2 separate regions of the Mus musculus genome follow, and region 2 is linked to region 1. A link is a contact called in public Hi-C data. All regions are on one chromosome and are shown on one strand. The core of a region is the stretch at or near the end of the contact, and the rest is flanking DNA. Distances in the headings are between cores, read along the strand shown. Region 1 has its middle 60 kb from the start of Vmn2r90. Region 2 has its middle 22 kb from the start of Fpr2.

Region 1 (4,331 bases), core at 737-3,236:
AAGATAACTGATTACCTGAAGAGTGGTTTTGCACGAGCAGATAATTTAAAAATAGCTGTGTTAACTAAGACAGACTGACTTAGGGTGCCAAGAATAGAGTTTGGTAAATATCCATGGGATTCTCCATTAAGGAGATCAAATTCTAGCTAAATATAAACTGGTTTCAGGAAGATGGACTGTTGCTTACCTTGTCATAATACTTTTATGAGAAGACTGGCCTCTTTCTTCACATGCACATACCACCATTGAATTGTGAACCAAGTCAGATTTATAGCAAGGGAAGTAAGTGGCCATTAACTGATACACAGGGCAAAATAAGTATTTCTTCTTTTTAGTTGATTCCCTCCATGTCTTGGGAATTTAGGTGATTTGCTTATATATTTCTTTTAGCATGATATAAGAATATGCACGTACATATAAACAGCACCCCACACACTTATTTGTCTGAAGCTCTTTGTTTAAATAATCTTTCAGTGATATGTAGCTTACTCTTTGAGGGTTTTTTTTTTTTTTGTGGTTTACACTAATGGAAAGTGTGCTTTATAGTACAAGTTTTTTTCATATATACTGACAACTATCAGACCTTTTCCTAAAAATTAGCAAAATAAATCAAAACTTCCCTCTAAAACAAAATATATTCTTGTATAATTTATACACTTCAAAGAGTAAATGCAGCCTGGATTATGAACATATCTCAAAGTTTAAGTTATTTGAGTGTTTTTTTCATTTAAATAATAAATACAAATTTTATTCTAGTTTCAGGTACCACCTGGGCCCACAGGGACTCTTGACTCATTACTAAAATCACTTCAGTGTGTTCTATGATATTAGATAAGGAGTAAGTTTAAAAGAGAGTGCAGCATTTGAAATAAAGCCATTTCTTAGGTTACCTGAAGTGCCATTTTGCCAACTTTGAAGATTCACTCATTCTAAGTTGTTAGACTATTTGGTTTAAATTTACTTACCAATATTCTAAGGCTATGTTACATCTTACTGATGATTGTTCATGTTGACTTTGTTCTATAAAACTGTATTATGGAGAATCTTCTGTGAGATTTATTAGCATATAAAACATTGACAAGTTTTGACATTAATAAGAACATAAGAACATTATTTAATTCAAATATTTAAAGAATACTCTTGTTTAACTTGAGAATATTTCCCTACATATTTACTGATTGCCTCTGTTAGGTTTTCTAATGAAATCTACCTTTATTTTAATGATGTGTTTTACTAACGCTATCATTCATGGAAATACGTAACCTCCATGATGCAATTACCATATAAAATGGAGCCTTGCCACTGCAAGGCATCAGGAAATGAACAAAGGCTTGAAAAAGATATTTAGTGTGGATTGAGACAAAGAAGGGATTGATTTGAAGCTTAAAACAATCTTTATTGTTCACTCTTCAAAAAGATAAAACACTGGCAAGACAATAATGGTTACATAAATCATAATCATTTCATGTAAAAGGCAATATTATATTTCACAGAAATACAAATGACAATAGTGTAGCAGTTTTGACTGTGGCTGTTGATGAATGATCATTTCTTGACAGAAATGCTTATGTCTCTAATTAAGATTCCTATAGTGATTTGTATCTTGAATAATGTTTCTTTATAGTTAGTGGATGGTTTGAGAGTTCTATAAGTACATGACTACATGTATAGCTTATTTTTGAACAAACTCTTTCATGAATATAGGTCTATTTATGCTTAAACATAGTTACAAACTTGTAGGCTTAGATTTTTGCAAAATTTACTTTAACAAGGGTTTTCAACCTTTCTTTCCTCTAGCCTATCATCCAAAAGTCGGAGAGAAAAGATGATAAATAGGACAAGGGAATGTGAACCTGCTTAGAAGTAATTCTTTGGGGGGAGATTCCAATCTCTGTTCTCAGGATGCCAGCAGTCCAGTTCAGTAGTGTCAGGATACCACACATGAATCAGCAGTGGTGGCATGATCCAGTAGCAACAGCCAGGTCTCTGCTGAATCAGGATGAGTCACTGGGAGTGACCAGAACCAGCCAGGACACCAGCATAAGTCTTTGCCATGCATCTCTCTGCCAGAGACAAGCTTCAAAGCTCTGGTTCTCTCTTGACAGTAGGTTAGGGGAAGGAATGTTGGTGGGGGCAAGACTCAGCCTTTTGAAAAATTAGGGTTCTTTTTTATTATAATAACATTTACTTATCTTGATTCTATGTTACTTTGCAGTGGTAGTTGGCCTGCCTCTTTGAGCTCCACTGAGGCAGAAACTGCAGAGTCTCTAGCATTTAGCACCTCATCATAAAACGTTAAGTAAAGGATTAATTGCTAGACCTTTTTTCTCTCTTGCCCAGTAGCCTTACCTCTCCCTTGTCAGATGGGAGGAAGATTTGGAGCAATAAACGTTTATTGAACCTGGAGAAGAAAAAAAAACTTTTACACAGGCAAATATGAATAAATTCACATATATTTATATACAATTCATGCCCACATATTCATACATCTTCATGCATTTCATTTGGGCTTAGCTACATATTTATCTCATAATTTCATACTTACATGCACATATCCATTGTTACATATGCCTATGATAGAGCAAAAGACCAAGTGCCAGTGCAGAAAGAACACATTCATTCTGGATGAAAAATCTTTATTGCACAGAGAAAGAAAACACTTCTACCCTTTTATAGCTAAATGAATTAATGTCAAGTCTGTAAGAAAAAAACTTTGTCCTCTTTAGTAAGACTAAGAAGCCTACCTTGCTGTTAAGAAAAGACCTGTTCCATCCATGGCAAGGAGAAGCCTGCCTGCTTTTCCTGCTTTCTCTATAGCTTCTTTGTCCCTCATTCTCTCTGCATTTTGCCTAGTGCTCTCTTAATTTCTAAATTCTCTTTTCATTTCTATGTTATTTTATTCTATTGTTCTTGTCCTTCCTCTTCCTAATGTTGCACTCTCTTCCTGTTCTGACATAATAATGCCATGCAATATAAGCTTTTTTAGTTTTTTGTACCTTTTCTAGGAATTTTCTAAGCATAATTTTTCAAACAAAAATTTACACTCAATTCAAACCTTAAATGGAATAAGTAACTTACAATGGAGACATTTACATATTTTCCCACTAAGACTAGTTATCTAGCTAACATCCATTATCTGTCAATAGCTCTACAGATTCATTGAGAGTTAAAAACCATAATTCTTGTGACTAAGTTATCACAGATGTTTTGAGTAGATAAACTCAGTCAAAATGTTATCTTTTGTCCTAGTATCTACAATAAATCATTCAGTTCCTTTTTATGACCTCTGGTTAATTGTTTTACAACCTCTTGGAATGTGTTCTAAGTTGTAAATGTCTGGTTTTGTTTTGTTTTGCTTTGTTTTGTTTTGTTTTTATCTCAGAAGCAATTAACTTGTGACACTTAAATACTGGCAGAGATCTAATTGCAGTTTAGGGGTTTTAATAGCAGTCTTATTATAAAGGGCTTAATAATTACTAGTATAATTTTAGGGATTCTTATAGAATCATCATTAACAATTAAGAAATCACCTTCTGGTCTGAGCCTGTGCCCTGAACAGACCTTGGGCACTGGTTCCACACCCAGTCCTACAACACCCATAGAAAGATCAGCTCCCAGGTGCTCTAACATGCCCAGAATCACAGGTGAGGAGGCCACAACATCTAACACAATATCTGGAGTAACTGGGACCCCTGGGATCCAGGGACGCAGTAACCCCTGCCCTATAAGTGGCATGGGTTTCCTTCTCTTGGAACCTGCACCTGGAGCAGACCTGGGGTGCTGGCTCTGCACCTACTCTTAAAATACCCAGAGGGAGTCAGACCCCCAGGTGCTCTGAAATGCCTAGGATCACAGGATCACAGGATCACAGGACCACAGGACCACAGAAGAAGCTTGATGCCCAAGAGATCTGACATACCGAGGAGAACTGGAGCTCTGAGAGACTCAAGAACACAGCTGAGGCTGCAACATCTTTCCCAACACCCAGCATAACTAGAACCCCCCACAGAAACCAGTGAAATACAAACCCTCGCCCAGCCAGAGGCATGGGTTCCTTCCATCCTGCACCCATGCCTAGAGCAAACCGAGGGCTCTAGATGCCCACTCATCCCTGCAATACCTGGAGAAAGCTTGAATCCCAAGAGCTCTAGTACAACCAGACCTCAGGAGCTTGGACACACCAGTATTTCAGAATCACAGAGGCAGCTTGACTCCCAGAAGCTCTGACACTCCCAGGATCTCAGGATCCCAGAATCACAGGGTCACAGAGACAGCTGGACTCTGAGAAGTTCTGACACAACAAGGATCACAGAAGGGACAGGCTCCAGTCA
Region 2 (4,331 bases), core at 805-3,304, 150 kb before region 1:
GAGCCCCTGAAGGTTGCTCTAGAGCCTGCAGAGCCCAGGACCTCACAGCAGAGTGCCATCTTGCCAAGGAGATACATGCTAAGGGGCCCCGGAGCCTGCCTCTCGGCTGCAGGAGACCCCAGACCCCTGGCAGAGCCTGGACCCTTTTGACTCCTTAGAATCTAAGGTCCTCCAGAAAGGGAAACCCTATTCTGTGCCACCTGGTGTGGAGGAGGCTCCAGGACAGAAGCACAAGAGGAAGGGTGCCACCAAGTTGCAGAACTTCCACAAGTGGTACAAGGATGCCTATGCTGAACACCCTGACGGCAGGAGGGCTCGGTGGAAGGGCCCAACCTTTGCAGACATGGAAGTCCTGTACTGGAAACACGTGAAAGAACAGCTCGAGACCCTTCAGAAACTGCGGAGACGTAAGATAAACAAGAGATGGCTACCTGGGGCCAAGCAGGATCTGTGGCCTACAGAGGAGGACCTCGGGGTAGCAGATGACTTTCTAGAGCCCGAGGAGTATGTGGAGGAGCCTGCAGGGGTGATGCCCAAAGCAGCTGCTGACCTTGATGCAGAGGCCATGAGATACAAGGAGCTGGTTCGAAGAAATGTGGAACTCTTCATTGCCACCTCCCAGAAGTGTATCCAGGAGACAGAGCTGAGCCAACGCATCAGGGACTGGGAAGATACCATCCAGCCCCTGCTCCAGAAGCAGGAGCAGCATATGCCCTTTGATATCCATATCTATGGGGACCAGTTGGCTTCCCGGTTCCCCCAGCTCAATGAATGGTGTCCCTTTTCAGAGCTTGTAGCAGGGCAGCCTGCTTTTGAGGTGTGCCGCTCCATGCTGGCCTCCTTGCAACTGGCTAATGACTACACAGTGGAGATCACTCAGCAGCCAGGACTGGAGGCAGCTGTGGACACAATGTCTCTAAGACTGCTCACACACCAGCGAGCCCACACCCGCTTCCAGACCTATGCTGCACAATCCATGGCCCAGCCTTGAGTGGACAGCACTGAGGCAGGGCTGAAAAGTAGTATACACCTGGAGGTCTTTGCCCCTAATGTGCTATGGGGCCATTCACTCCAGTGCTGCCTCCTGGTTGGCCTAGCCTAATAAAGTGTTGCTACCCCACCTGTTTAAAAAAAAAAAAAAAAAAAAAAAAAAAAGTCTTTTTCGATAGCGGGTGCAACTGTTTCCTGGAAGAGCTCTTTGGCTGTCAGAGGTGTGTCTATCCCTGCAGGAGCTCGATAATTAACGTAGGGATTGAGCTTGAAGCCCGTCAAGTCCGGGACGACAAATTCTGGAACCATTTCTTTTATTTGCACAAACTGCCTATCAGAAGTATAGATGCTTGTTTTCTTGGCACCCCGACTCTTAGTGAAGGTGCTTGGCCCCCGCTTGCTTGTCCACTTGCTCATCTTGTCCGCTCCCCACACCAGGCTTTGAGTCACAGCAGTCAGGAAACCCATGCTGGGCTCTGAATAAATCAGCTCTGGGCTGAAGGCTCTAGAGCTCGGCCCACAAGCCTCTTCTCCCTTTTGACCTGAGACAGCTCAGACACGGTTTCCCCAGCCTGAGCCATTTAAAACACCGCCAGACCAGTCACTCCTCCCAAGGCAACAGCAAAGTCCTCCCTGCGTTTCCAACCGTAGGCGGGGTCAGACACTCCGTAGCAAGAGCCTTGCCAACTGGTCACCAGGGCGCCCAATGCCCAGCCTCAGCGTAGCAGAGGGGGTGCGGGCCTGGAGGCTAAGCCAATCCACGCAGTCGCGCAGAGCCGGATGTGGATCGAAGGTGACGGTCGGGCTCTAGCCTATGGAGCCGTTGCTCTTAGCTCTCATCAACCCCACGACAGAAGGCTCACAACCGCAGCGCCGGAATCCGGCCGCGGGACTGGTGCGAGCATCATCCGTGCTGCCCTGGGTGCTGGGAGTAGGGACTTGCAGACCCTCCGAGTCACTTTCGACCCTTGGTTTCCCGAACTGTCGAGCTATAGAGGACGGGCCGGTGACCGGCGGTCTACCCCACAGTCTGGCGCGTGGCCAAGTCTACGTGGTTCTCTAGTTAATCATCTTTGCTCCCAACACACGCACCGAGCCTGTGATGTCGTCCACACGCTACCCGCTGTGACTGGGTCTCTTTTCGCCCTTCACCTCTCTCCTTTGATACCGGGTCCTCTGGTCCCTCGCTTGCTCTCCTCTGGGGTAGGGGTGTTACTCCTCGGCTATAACCATCTCCTCTTTCCTCACTGCTTTTGATCGAGACCCCTTCTAGGCTGGGATCTTTGCTGTACTGTGAGACCTCTACACCGCGTTCTTTATCTTTCCCCTTGCCTACATCACCCCGCCCGTGTGAGGCCCACCCTCTAGTTGGTCACGTTTCCCTGTCGATTGCCTCCTTCATCCCTGTTCTGCTTCGCTCTTGGGCCACTTTCTTATCTGACCCTTCATAGGATTTTAGAAAGTGTCCATCACTTTTAACAGCCATTCAAAAAGTAAGTTTCGGTTGCTGGAACACAACTTACCACCAGCTGAGATCTCCATCCTACACGGAACTCTTCGGTTCCTGTGGTGGAATTGAAGTACTTGGCTCTCACTACAGACTTATGGAAACTCTGAGAGGAATGAGAAAGCTGAAACCAATCTTGTGGTAGAAATTCAAAATTTCCTAAGATTCCCAGAACCCAGGCAAATGCGATGCTATTGGAACCATTTTATTTCATTCTATTTTTTATATATGAGTGTTTTTTCTCATAGTGGATATGACATGCATGCCTGGTGTTCTCAAAGCCCAGAAGATAGCACTGGATCCCTACGAACTGAAGTTACAGGTAGTTGTGAGAAACAATGTGGGTGCTGGTAATTGAACCTAGATTTCTGGAAGAACAGCCAGTGCTCTTAAATTCTAAGCCGTCTCTCCAGCCCAAGTAGAGTTCTTAGAAACAAAAGTGTAACTATTCTTCCACCATTGATCTGTGGAAAACGTGAGTTCAGTCGCATCATTTCTTGTCCTGGCATATGTGTTCTTTGGATTTGGTTCTGATTTGACTTTACAAACAGTTGTCAACAGTCTGACATGGGCTTTGGCAACAAAACTCCATTCCTTTACAGCAGAGCTATACCAGTTCTTAACCACTGAGACACCACCCTCCCAGACTCTTCACTCTTTAAAAAATTGAGAAGGAGTTGGGACTAGAAGGATGGCTTTGAGATTAATAGCACTAGATGCTCTTCCAGAGGACCCAAGTTTGATTCCAGTAATCCACATGGTGGCTTGCACCATCTACAACTATAGTTCCCTCTTCTTGCCTTGGCAGGTACCAGACACAAACATAATGCACAAACATAAATAAAGATAAAACACTCATACATTTAAGAATAATTTTTATGCTTTTAAAACATGAAGATGGTTACCTACATAGATGTCTCAATGGCTAACAGCACTTACTGCTCTTGCAGGCGATCCAACTTCATTTCCCAGTACCACCAAACAGGTCACAACTCCCTAAAACTCCAGAACCAAGGAAACTAGATATCTGCTCCTGGCCTCTACAGGAGCATATATACACATGAAGACTGAGATGATCACAAGCACAATGTTGCCCCCATGCTTATTAAACAGTTCTAACAGCACATGTATGGATTTCTTTCCATATGAAAACATTCTTCAAGTCTCTGTGGACAACAACTGGGTGCCCTAGCAACCCAGGTCTTTACTAACTCAGATAAAAGGAGAGAGGACATAGACACTACCATAGATAGAGAAATGTCAAAAATAAACTCATGGTCACATTATTTAGTTTGTGCCACAACATCTCCGTCTCTTGTCTCTGTCTCTGTCTCTCTTCATGTTCTCACCAGTCACTCTCTTATGCTCACATTTTGAAAACAGGTTCCCATGAGCCCAACCTGTCTTTAAACACACTAAGTGGACACCTGAACTTCTGATCCTCTTGTCTCCAACACTTGAGTGCTTAAAATACAGGCATGTACAATCCTCACCGGTTTATACAGACCATCCTGCAGGTTAGACAGTCACTCTGCTAATTGATCTATACCTACAGTCCATACTCATCCTCTTTAATATACTGTGGGAATTGAATAGATTTAAGGTCATCATAGACATAAGAATCACTAAACTAAAGCAGAATGCTTAGTTTGCAAGGGTTGTCACTACAAATCAACACACTCTGGGTGTCTTGAAGTATAGCAACTGATTTTGTCACAGTTCTGGATGCTGGAGGTCCAGGATCACAATATTGGTCGCAGGGGCTTCTCTTTCGCTTACAGGTAGCCATCATCTCCTCTCTGCATCCTCACATACACATTTCAGTAAGCTTACA

Evidence for each region. Hi-C and Micro-C count contacts between places; a contact is called where the count stands out from the background.
Region 2: a Hi-C map of adipose-derived mesenchymal stem cells shows a contact between it and region 1, with 4 times the contacts expected there. The contact joins two enhancer-like sites. A contact is called at or near these places in 1 of 39 promoter capture datasets (embryonic stem cells), 11 of 15 datasets of contacts at CTCF or cohesin (CD8 T cells, the G1E-ER4 cell line, the NIH/3T3 cell line and 6 more), 304 of 484 Hi-C or Micro-C datasets (the 3T3-L1 cell line, 3T3-L1-derived adipocytes, the 63-12 cell line and 148 more), 43 of 115 datasets of contacts at active chromatin or transcription factors (CD8 T cells, the NIH/3T3 cell line, PVALB interneurons and 28 more) and 3 of 9 other capture datasets (embryonic stem cells, embryonic tail and macrophages).

The regions. Positions count from the first base shown.
Region 1 is chr17:17,762,061-17,766,391 of GRCm38.p6, reverse strand. No RefSeq gene overlaps it. Among named protein-coding and RNA genes, the nearest start is that of Vmn2r90, 60 kb to the right of the region's middle. Within about 2 kb of position 1,986, at least 24 of the 459 cell types and tissues checked have an H3K27ac peak or open chromatin away from gene starts, as enhancers often do. A contact at or near this core is called in adipose-derived mesenchymal stem cells, granulosa cells, muscle stem cells and 1 more, where this site is marked.
Region 2 is chr17:17,907,699-17,912,029 of GRCm38.p6, reverse strand. It overlaps the pseudogene Gm9481 and the pseudogene Gm7535. Among named protein-coding and RNA genes, the nearest start is that of Fpr2, 22 kb to the right of the region's middle. Within about 2 kb of position 2,054, at least 206 of the 459 cell types and tissues checked have an H3K27ac peak or open chromatin away from gene starts, as enhancers often do. A contact at or near this core is called in adipose-derived mesenchymal stem cells, granulosa cells, muscle stem cells and 1 more, where this site is marked.